Linked DNA regions of Mus musculus: all the other regions are linked to region 1. The links are chromatin contacts, called in public HiChIP or PLAC-seq maps. All regions are on one chromosome and are shown on one strand. The core of a region is the stretch at or near the end of the contact, and the rest is flanking DNA. Distances in the headings are between cores, read along the strand shown.

Region 1 (3,627 bases), core at 199-2,698:
TTTACCACAACAAGAGACTTGGCTAGTGCAGTCTCCCTCAAAGCTATCTCCACGGTGGTGCTGGCGGTTTCTGTCCGCCGTTGTCAGTCACGCTTGCATTTGGATCTCCTCCCTGCTTGGTGGTCTGAAAATGACCCTCTCCCAAATTACCTCAAGAACTCCATGCAGTAGGCCAAACACGGCCTGAACATGGTTAAGTAAGTGTCTGACTTCAGTTTGTGTATAGAAGTAAGTACTGGAGCACTATTACCTAGACTAATACATGCCAGATAGTTACTGTGAGATTGCACATCTGCCAAGCACTTAGCTTGGTGTCCAGGTGACTTGTAGCCCACAGGAGCCCTTATTTTTTGTATTACCATAATCAAGTACAAGGTAAAATAGTACATTTTCCCCCTAGAAATACAAAATAGGGAGAAATATAAAGATTTGGGGAATTTACATAAGATTATCGAAATTACCATTTTGAGCAGATGTGAATTTTATATGTATGAGATGGATTTTTTTGTCTTCTCCCAGCTGCTGGTGTCCGTCAGTCCAGTTCATTCCCTAAAAGTCAGGCAGCTGTCAACAGCTCTTTCTAGGAGACTCTATCGCTTATTTCTTCCCCTGGCTCTTTCTGTATCTGTTGTGTTCTCCAGTCTTGGCTCTCTTCTACCACCTGGGCTTCCAAGATTCCACTCTCCAGGCACAGAGACCCCCGGTCACTCCATTTCATGAAGACTGACCAAACTTCTCTCACACAGTCACTCATCCCCAATGTCGGAGCCCCCAGTGGTCGATGGCAGTTCTTGTGTGATGAGCCAAGCCCGGCTCTTGGGTACCTCAAGCACTCTGTGAGCTTTTCTCAGACTGAGTGATGAGGTGGGGCTGTTTGTCCCTTGTCTTCAACAAGCTTGTGGCCCTCCTCAAAAAAAAAAAAAAATCAGCAGTTTCCTTCTGTTTTCTGACCCAGGGGAACAATCAGATCTTTCTTGCTCCTTCTGCTTCTCAGTGAGGGCAGGACAAAGGCATCCGGGTAGGCGCTGTTTGCCTCGCAGTTGACACCAACTGCAGATTCCTGTCAAATGTCGACAGGAAAGTGTTTTTCCCCAACCAGAAGTCATCTTAAGGTTGGTAGATTAATGTTCTTGAAATGAAAATCTATTAAATACTAACGTATATCTGTATATAAAAATTGTTTAGCAATTTCAAGATGATATGTGCCAGAGGAGATAAATTGAACACAGCCCATCTTTAGTGGCTTGAAAAGCATCCAGTAGCTAGCATGGTCCAAATGTGTGTGTGGCGGGGAAGGTAATTAAAGCGTAGAGGAATGGATCTGCTGGCTTGCTGCTTCTCCTTCTAGTGGGGACAGATTCTTAAGGCAAAAGGAGAATCACACGCATAGCAATGTGGCACTGGGTCATAGTGCCAGGACACAAATACACTGGTTTTCCAGGCTTGCGTCCAGTTAGTCAAGGCCTGGAGCCAGAAAATCTCTCACCATCCCAGAATAGTCCCAGGAAGGTCCTTGGACATCGCCATTTAAACGATGGAGGTCAAACGATGAGCTGTAGCTTAGGTATTGGGCCGGCTCTCACCCTTCTGCCTTAACGGCTGTCGTCCATCCCTGTGATTGCTTCAGCTACCATCCATCCTGTGATTGCTCTCTGCCAATCTGACAAGGCTGGGGAGCAGCCAGTAGCTAGGTAGATTTTTGTGGCTAAACGGTGTGATTCTGAAGCCAGGAATCTGCCTCCTCCTGCCTCTGGTCTTGGAGCTGAGTCAGGCAGTAAGGCTAGTTTGGATGGAGTTCTTGGTGAAGGGGACGCCAACTCCTGGCTTAGCCTCACGCACACCCTTCCGTGTGCTCATTCATTCCCTTCCAGGACTCTGTTTTTGTTTGTTTTCATCCTTGAAAAACTGTTTCCAGTGGAAGGATGGAAGACCTATCTTCCGAGCTGTAACCAAAGGGACAGAACGCACGAGTCAGAAAGCACATTCGCCAGCAAGGGTGTGTTTTAGGAGCAAACCTCTGATTCTATCTGGGCTGGTTAAGACTGCCAACTTTGAACTCATTTCCTTGGATGTAATGCCATTAATACAGAAATAACAAGCATTCAGGATGGAGAAGCCAGACTTGGGTTCATTAAACCAGCTTTGGGAATTTCCCTTGATTACAGATAGCCTTTGTGTGCTACAGAGCTCAGAAAACTTTATAGAAAAATAGAAGGTGCCTGGTACATTACCACTTTTAAATTCATTTTTTAAAAATAGCCCCTTCTTTCTCTTGGTGCATATAAAGAGTTTTAAGTTGAGTTTCAGCCTTCTTGACACTCTCTCTCTCTCTCTCTCTCTCTCTCTCTCTCTGAACATTTAGCTAGTGGTGGCTTGATTTGGGTGAATAGTATGCATTTAAACTAAGCGTTTGAGCATGGATTGCATAGATGATGCATTTATTTTAGAACGACATTTGTTTTCCACCCTGAATGGCACTCTGAATGGCTGGCTGCCTGGCTGGGGACAGCACGGTCTTGGCTGCTCTGGGGCTGACTGAACTGCCTCCTGCCCTGAAGGATTCCAGGAAGTTCTAACCTTCTGCAGAATAATGAACAGTTGGTCCGGGGCAGAAAGGGAAGAGAAATGGCAGCTTGGATTGTTTCTGCAGTGAACTTGAAAGTCTCAGTACTTAGTTTCTTCTTCTGGGTCAGAAACTCTTAAATCCTGAGAGATCACCAATGGTAAATATGGCTCTCAGGCCACTGATGGCCTGGGTTGAGGATTGAACCAGTTTAGAGTTTCCACCTCTCTGGCCTCCTGGCACTGGGACCCTTGCGAGCCACTTACCTTCAGCCTTTGTGAAGGAACCAGGCTGATACTGTCTAAGATCACCCTGATGGTTAAATGCTACCATCCGTGTCAAGGGCCTCAGCAGCAATGATGCCTGCTAAATGACTAAATATTAATCCTGGTAACCGTAGTACGGCCATTACTGAGCCATGCAGAATACCAGGATGTAAGGTCTTAACCATCATTTCAGGGTGAACTAACTGTATAGAAAATAACTTAGCAATCTGAGAAGTCTCAAAGGTAGATACCTGTTAGCCATGCATAACTAAAATATTACTGAGATGTGATATGCCCGTTACATAATAAGGTAATTAATGCTGGTGGATCGTGTCCCGTTAGTGTTATGCATTGTGTTGAAAGGGCTTCAGTGGTGCTCTTGTTTTTTTTTTTTTTTTTTTTTTTTTTTTTTTTTTTTTTGGTTTTTTGAGACAGGGTTTCTCTGTGTAGCCCTGGCTGTGGCTGGCCTCGAACTCAGAAATTTGCCTGCCTCTGCCTCCCAAGTGCTGGGATTAAAGGCATGCGCCACCACCAGCGATGCTCTTGTATCATGGAGTCCATTGGCACACTTTCTGTGTTTCAACGTCTACAAATCAAGACTGCTCTTAGAATCCACCGTGTGTCATGTTTAACGGTGTGTTTTCTTTCTTAGTAGTGCCTGAAATAATACAGCTTGAATAGGATCACATCTTAGATCACATAAATTATTTTCGTTTTTGTTCAGTTCTGGGATCCGGGCCGAGTTTGTAGTTACTCTGTTCTAGGGATTGGGAGCATGAGAGTTCTCCAGAGGCTCCT
Region 2 (3,566 bases), core at 428-2,927, 270 kb before region 1:
AGTGACTGAGCAAAACTAAGGGGTGATAGAAGGAAGTGGGCAAAGGTGGGAAACCAGGGGGGTTTAGCATTCCTGGGCCTGAAGGGAGGAATGGGTCAAGAGGAGACAGGACCCAAGGAAAGAAGACATATGTTGCTTTAGAGTGGTGGTGTCAGTCAATCCTCAGGGAGACACCAGCGTAAATACCCAGTTTCCTTCTCCACTTGTCCCTCCTCCAGGCCTCTCCCAGCATGCTTGCCTCCCAAATGCACTGGTGCAGCCATTTCAAGAGCAACATGAGCAGCTTATTAAAAATCAACTGGCACCTTCTCTCCTCAACACAGGCCATCTCTTACCAGATAGCTCATTCTACAACATCTTTTGATTCCCATGTTTATTGTCTGCTCCCCAGTGTGAATATCGGTATTGTGAATATCTAGAGAAATACATACAGAGAACGGTGTCTCATATAGCTCAAGTTGGCTTGTGCAATGGATGACTTTGAATTTCTGATCTTCTGCTTGCACCTAGTGAGTGCTGGGATTATGAGCTTGTACTTCCAAGGACATGACGCTGGGGACAGAAAGCAGGGTGAGCTGCATGCTGGGTAAGCGTTCTACCAACTGAGCTATATCCCAGTCTAAGTGTACGTATCTTGAAGGCAAGTTCTTAGAATTGTGTCTTGCTGTGATGAAACACCATTATCAAAGCAACGGGGGAGGAAAGGGTATTGGCTTACATTTCCCTATCTCGCTGTTCCTAATCAAAGGAAATTAGGACAGGAATTCAAGCAGGGCAGGAGCTGATGCAGAGGCCATAGAAGGGTGCTGCTTGCTAGCTTGCTCTTCATGGCTTGCACAGCCTACTTTCTTATAGAATCCAGGACCACCAGCCTAGGGATGGTGCCACCCACAATGGGCTAGGCTCTCCCTCGCATTTTCTCAGTTAAGGTTCCCTTGTTTCAGATAATTCTAACATGTGTCAACTTGACATAAAACTAACCAGCACACATTTTAGGAGTTTTTGTTTGTTTGTTTGTTTGTTTGTTTTTGTTTTATCCCTCCCTGCCCCCACCCCACCCCCCATTCCCAATCCGGCAGTCCTAGGTTCCTAGCTTGGTGGTTGGAGAATAATAAGAGCTGAATAAATCCTGTGAATGAGTCAACAGGCTAAGGCCCAGGTAGCTTGCGGGGAGTCCCTCCCCTTTTAACAGAAAGATCTGGCGGTTGCCTTGTGAACACCTTAGAGTGCTGGGTCCGGAGCTGCAGCTCTAGGCCTCAGGTCTGTAGCTGGGAGGGACAGCAGGTGCCAGTCAGTCCTCCAGTTCTGCCGCAGTAGTGCTGTTTCCCCGCCCAGCTTCACCCAAGGTGCAGCTCGACCTGCTACCCAAAGTAGCCGGCCGGAGGCAGGACAAGCGGGGTGGCGGGCCGTGTTCCTCCCACGGTCCTTGCATGAGCCCGGGAAGGACGCCCGGAGCTCCTGGCAGGTTATTTTTAGTTGGGGGAGGGGACGAAGCGGCGGGCCCGGGCGCCACTGGCTGAGGTGGCCACGGTGTCCTCCGGCAGTGCGCGCCGCTGTCCTCCGGGACCTGCGCTCGGTGGGGGCGGGGAAGGCGGCTGGAGAGCGCGGCGGGCGGGAAGGGGCGGAGAGCGCGCTCCTGCGGAGGAGGCTGTGCTCATCCCGGCGGCCGAGCGCTCCAGTACTCGCCGGGCTTCGCAGATGGCTTGCCCCGCTCTCGGTCTGGAAGTCCTTCAACCCCTGCAGCCCGAACCACCTCCGGAGCCTGCCTTCGCCGAGGCACAGAAGTGGATCGAGGTAGGTGCCGCCACCGGCGGGCGGCCTTGCAGGGGCGCCCCAAGCTGCTGCCCCGAGAGCAGCGACCTCAGGTCCAGCCTTCCCCCACTTTCGTGGCCAGCTTCCCCAGGTCATCCTCCGCGGCCTTCGGAAGACTGAGATCCCTTGGCGTTGGGGCTCTGGGATGGTGGGCGTGAACAGGGGGGACACTGCGGTCTAGCTGTGCGCCCAGGGGCAAGAGGCTGTCCCCTGCGCCTTCATCCCTGCTGCCTGCGGAGCTCGCAATCTCCGCTTGGTTTGCAAGTGCTGCTACGGAAAGCGCAGTGCGAGCCGTAGCGCTGCAAAGGCTACAGGGGCTCGAGCTTCCAGAGCCCTTTGCGGGAGCCGCATTTCGGGGTGTCCCGCTCACTGCTCCACATTCCCTTGGCCTCTCTCTTCTCCCTTCCGGAGCAGAGTTGGCAGTATCACCACTGAGGCTCATACCCATCCAAGCCTCTTGGCTGTGTTCTGGCACCCGTTCAGGTGCAAGGTTGGCGCAGAGCACAGCGTAGGGGGGAACCTGCAAGACCTAGTTGTGAGTGCGCTATCCGTAGACACGCTGCCCAGCTATCGGTTGTCCCAGAGACCGCAGGGTGGGCTGCAGCAGGCCCCGTACCGGGCCAGGTTGGCACATTTCACTTCTTAAATGACTCGGTGGAAGGCCAAGGAAATCACTGGAGCTCTCGGCTCAGTCCAGGAAGCGCTCGCTGGGTGATCCTGATTCATGATGTCTATCTGCAGGTGCAGCTCAGTAGCCCTGCTATTCTGAAACAATCCGGTCTTTGGGTTCAGGACGCGTGGAGGGCGAGAGTGGGAGAGGTGATTTGTGATCCACTCTTGGAATTCCTATGAACCACCTTTTAAAATGCCTTGTAGAAGAGGAATTTGGCTAAATGGCGCGCAACCCCCTTGGCCTGAGAGTTCAAAGGAGGATGTGTGCAGCTAAGTCGTGACCAAGCAAGAATACGCTTCAGAGAACTCAGATGGTCGCTTAGCGACCCCATCCCCACCCTTGGGACAGCCCAGGTCTCCAATGTTGGTAGGGTGATAGAACTATAGGGCTGTATATTTAAACCTGCTGGGTTGCCTGCAGAGGCTATTGCTGGAAGGCTCAGCCACAGGCCGCCACCTTTCAGGGTCAACCAGCTTCATGGATGCAAAAAAGCTCCTTAGCGTTTGGAGCCATCTATTTAAAAACGGAACTAAGGAAACAATATATACCAGGCACCATTACTAAAAGTCAGGGCTGGCTTGTCTCTTGTAACTACCAGATGTAACTTACTACCAGATGAGAAAACGACGTTAGCCTCTTATTTTTGATGGAAGGCTTATTTTGATGGAAGGCTTGGAGCATGACAGGTGTTCTCTCTGAGTTTGGGGCTCACAGGCTCACTGGAGACAGTAGTGGAGAGTTGTGTGACAGCTTCTTTCAACTTCTTGAATTTTTTGGGGGGGAAATTAGCCTCTGTTTTCTCATAGGCACGTGATTTATTCCCAGTTTCTTTGATAGTAACTGATAGTAATTTATAGTAATATTGACATACATGTCCTGCCTTTAAAAGTGCATTGTGGTATAAACTCCATGCAGGATAGAATGCAAATCTGAATCTCACATCTCTGTGAATTTTGGAATATGTACACATATTTATTACATCTCCCCATAGATCAAAATATATAAAGATTTTTTTTTCCTGTTGGTATTTCAGGCTAAACATTACACAGTGTAGAACATTAGCTTTCATATCAGCTTGAGG
Region 3 (3,579 bases), core at 997-3,496, 290 kb before region 1:
AGGGAATTTGGGTTTGTGTGGTAGATCAGGGTGGAGTGGAGGGGGCCAGCTCTCTCTCTAATCCCCTTTGTTATGTGAGTCTTCACTAGTCCCCCTAAGGCTTTTGAACTTGAAAGTCCCGATTGCTTCTTTGTTTCTCCTTTCAGCGGGCCACATCCTATCCTTCAGGCAAGTAGAAATAAAGACCTGATGTTTCAGAGAAAGAAGTGAGGAGAGGAGGGGAGGCTGGGCATGAGGAGGAAAAGCTGTATTCAAGTCGGAAGAGCAGGCAGTCCCACCCTCAAAAGGTTAAATGCAAAGTTAATCCTGCCCTTGCATTTATACCCAAGAGAGATGAAACCGTACATCTACACAAGAACAAACTTCCCCAGGAGCCATGTTCATAATAGCCAAGACTGAAAAGAACACAGATGTCCATCAGCTGGCAAATGAATAAATGAAGCTGCTTTCCATCCTTACAGTGAAATATGAGTTGGCAGTATGAATGAATGACGTGGTGGTATATGAAACAGAGATGGATTAACCTTGAAAGTATTGTGGAAAATGAAAGATGTCAGTGCATTAGACCTCATTTTGTATGACTCTGTCTAGATGGATGTCCAGAATGGGAAAATCCAGAGAACCCTAAAATAGTTAGTATTTGCCTGGGCCTTGGGGAAACTGGGAAGTAACAGGAGTGAGTAATAACAGGGATGGGACTCCTCCTTCTTGGGTAATGGGTACTCTGAAATTGGCTCCAGTGGTGGCACAGGACTAAATATACTGAAGCCGTGCGGCTGTGCACTTTACATGGCTGGACTGTATGGCACGTGACTTATAATTCAACCAAGCTGCTTTATAAAGGGCTCAAACTCTCTTCCAGCTACATGCACATCATATATATTACAGATATTTTAAAAATTGGAAGCAGACCCTAGAGATAGATTAGCCTACTTTTCCTCCTAAATATGTATTAGGTGTCTACTTTGATCAAAGCATAGTGGTAGAATCCCGTGGAAATTCAAATCTGAACAGGGCATGCCTCTCTCTCTGAGAAACTCACAAAATGACTGCTGCCAGTCACTTGGCTTCTAGCTGCTGTGGTCTGCAGATGGTACGGATTATAAACTTCACCTGCCCAAATTACCTTCCCAAACTTGAGTGTGCTGAGGTCGGCAGTTAAGAGAATCAGGAGGATGGGACTATATTGTAAGAAGCCAAACTAAAACAATTTAAATGTCTTTGTGGGGTAGGTGTAGAGGGGCCCAGATGGGATGGCTTGAACTGAGGAGGAGTTGTGGGGGAGAAAAAAAGAAGGGGAAAGGATATAATTATATCTTAATTAAAATTTAAAAAATTATCAAAAAAAAATAAGGTGCATCTAGAAGGTTGGGCCAAGTGGCCCATGGGACCTGAATGACTGAGGTGTTTTGTGCAAATAGACTAGGTGTCTCCGAAATACTGCTTGTGACAAAGCATCGTCAGAGATCTGTAGGAGCATCCCCACCAAGAAAGGGAACAGTGGGTTAGAAATCAGAAAGGCTGGTCGGTCATCAATGTGTTTAAATAGAAGGGCCAGCAAGACGGTTCAGCAGGAAAAGGTGCTTGTGGCCAAGCCTGACAGCCTGAGTTTCATATCCGAGAACTAAATGGTAGAAAGAGAGAAATGGCTCCCACAAGCTGACCTCTGACACCCCTCCCCCCCAATGAATACACATGTTAAAAAAACTAAGGGAAATGTGGTTAACGGGAGTCAGTGCGTGTCTGGCTGGACTTAACTCGGAAGTGTCGTGAGACAGTGCTCAGCTGGGACTGGAAGTTTTATTGGCGCGCAACTGGGAATCTTTGGGGGTACATATGCTGCCATTCAAGCTTTAAAATATCACGAAGGGCAACCACATAATCCCCTGAAACTTTCTTTAGTCTCTCTGAATCAAACCAGAGGGCAATTGGGTTGCCCCCTCTCTTGGCTCAGCGGTTCGGACTGACTTCTATCTTGTACGTATTTTTCTTTTAAAGGAAGGATTTGCTTGTCCAAAATGGGAAGAGAGTCGTGACTGGCAGTCTTTGTCCGGCACACGATACAATCTGGGACAAAGGTTTCTGTGTTTGCTCTGTGCTCAACAGGATGTATTTTAGACATGATTTTTTTTTCTCCTTCTTCAAAGCCTTATTCCTCCAGTAGCCATGGAACTGCACAGAGAACATCGGGCTCCATATGACTGGGGTCTGGCCCTGGGGTTTACAGTCTTGGCAGTAAGGAGCTATTTCCTGGTACAGGAACCTAGAAGAACTACTTTCCTGTTATGTCAACTGTCCAACCCTGCTATCTCCTCCTCCAGGGATCCAGTGAATCAGACTGCTTTGGTGGGGAGAGGGAAAATCCTATTCAGGCTTCAGGACTGGGAAGCAAGATTTCTTATTGTACAAATGCCTATGCAAAGCAGGAATTAAAATGCACGGCAAGGCTTCCTGAGTGCGGCAGACTCCGAAAATCATGACATTCATTCGTTAACCCCTTGAGCATGCAGACGAAGGTCAGCACAGAATACACTAAGCATCTGAAAAAAGCTGAAGAGTTGAGGCCATCTTAGGAGGAGTCATTTGTGCCTATGTGTGTTTCCCAGAATGGCTTGCTAATAGCCCTCCGCTTTCTGTCTTCTGGCCTCAGCCTTCTGAGTGCTGGGATTACAAGAGAATGCTACCACTCACTACAGGTTCTACTATATTTTGAAGTGAATTTTTTTTTTAAAAGTGCAAATCCCAGCTATTTATAGGATTGAGTTCTGGTACTTCCAAGAAGTTGGGCCACTTGAGATTTTCAAGCCCATGTGCTGAGAAAGACAAGTGTCCTAGAGTGCTTTGGTCTGCTGACACTGTCTCCAACCAAGATCAAGGCCTTTGAAAAAGAAAATGGGGTGTTGGTGAGTTCTGTTCTCGTTTTGATGTAACGATTGATTCTTGAGATTGGAGTCAGAGAAATGGCTGAGACTTTGATCCAGAGGATGCTATAGCTACATTATCTCAGTGTAATCTCTCCTTATTTGACTACTGGTCAAATATTTGCTCTGGAAAAACAACATTGCTTACGGGTTGGAGTTGTCCCAACTCTGTTTTTGAGTTTATAGGTTGACACTGTTTGTCTGAAGGCTTGTACACTCTGTTTATTTTCTTAACTTTTGTTATAAAAGGAGCCTGAGCTCTGCAGATTTGTAAATAAATCATATCTCATTGTACTGAACCTGGCTTACATTCTTGGTGGATCATATCAACATCGGCAGAATGTTTAAATAAACATGCACCAGAAGGTGAGACAGAGGTTACACAGTTTTTTTCTCCCTTTCCTACAAAGCTCCTTTGGCCTTCTGAATTCACTCTTAAATTTTTTCATTTGATTTAACAAAAGTTAAAAATTAAAAACTTTCATGAGGGATCTCAGTTAAAAAAAATCCAACTATTAATATTCCTGGCTGTGAGAGCAATAATCTTTTATCAATCACTCAATCTAAACAAATTCTTAAATAAAAAAAAATCACAGCCTTTAAGTCAGTGGTTCTCAACCTTCCTAATGCTGTGACCCTTTAATACCTCATGTTGTGG

Evidence for each region. HiChIP or PLAC-seq counts read pairs in DNA pulled down with a chosen protein or histone mark.
Region 2: an H3K4me3 HiChIP or PLAC-seq map of forebrain shows a contact between it and region 1, with 7 times the contacts expected there. The contact joins the promoter of Limch1 here to the enhancer-like site in region 1. A contact is called at or near these places in 8 of 39 promoter capture datasets (the 3T3-L1 cell line, embryonic stem cells, liver and 3 more), 3 of 484 Hi-C or Micro-C datasets (the HL-1 cell line, bone marrow-derived macrophages and embryonic fibroblasts), 19 of 115 datasets of contacts at active chromatin or transcription factors (VIP interneurons, craniofacial prominence, embryonic basal ganglia and 12 more) and 3 of 9 other capture datasets (adipose tissue, embryonic stem cells and liver).
Region 3: a contact with region 1 is called in an H3K27ac HiChIP or PLAC-seq map of neural progenitor cells, with 8 times the contacts expected there. The contact joins two enhancer-like sites. A contact is called at or near these places in 3 of 15 datasets of contacts at CTCF or cohesin (the NIH/3T3 cell line, embryonic stem cells and large pre-B cells), 16 of 484 Hi-C or Micro-C datasets (bladder smooth muscle, bone marrow-derived macrophages, cerebral cortex and 6 more) and 12 of 115 datasets of contacts at active chromatin or transcription factors (VIP interneurons, cardiomyocytes, differentiating embryonic stem cells and 5 more).

The regions. Positions count from the first base shown.
Region 1 is chr5:67,009,678-67,013,304 of GRCm38.p6, forward strand. All of the region lies in intron 13 of Limch1 (LIM and calponin homology domains 1), which reads left to right. Among named protein-coding and RNA genes, the nearest start is that of Gm33040, 12 kb to the left of the region's middle. Within about 2 kb of position 1,449, at least 49 of the 459 cell types and tissues checked have an H3K27ac peak or open chromatin away from gene starts, as enhancers often do. A contact at or near this core is called in VIP interneurons, adipose tissue, embryonic fibroblasts and 5 more, where this site is marked.
Region 2 is chr5:66,744,212-66,747,777 of GRCm38.p6, forward strand. Limch1 (LIM and calponin homology domains 1) reads left to right here and starts at 1,678. Exons shown (of 26, transcript NM_001001980.3): 1 at 1,678-1,794. The coding sequence starts at 1,699.
Region 3 is chr5:66,721,050-66,724,628 of GRCm38.p6, forward strand. No RefSeq gene overlaps it. Among named protein-coding and RNA genes, the nearest start is that of Limch1, 23 kb to the right of the region's middle. Within about 2 kb of position 2,247, at least 18 of the 459 cell types and tissues checked have an H3K27ac peak or open chromatin away from gene starts, as enhancers often do. A contact at or near this core is called in neural progenitor cells and oligodendrocyte precursor cells, where this site is marked.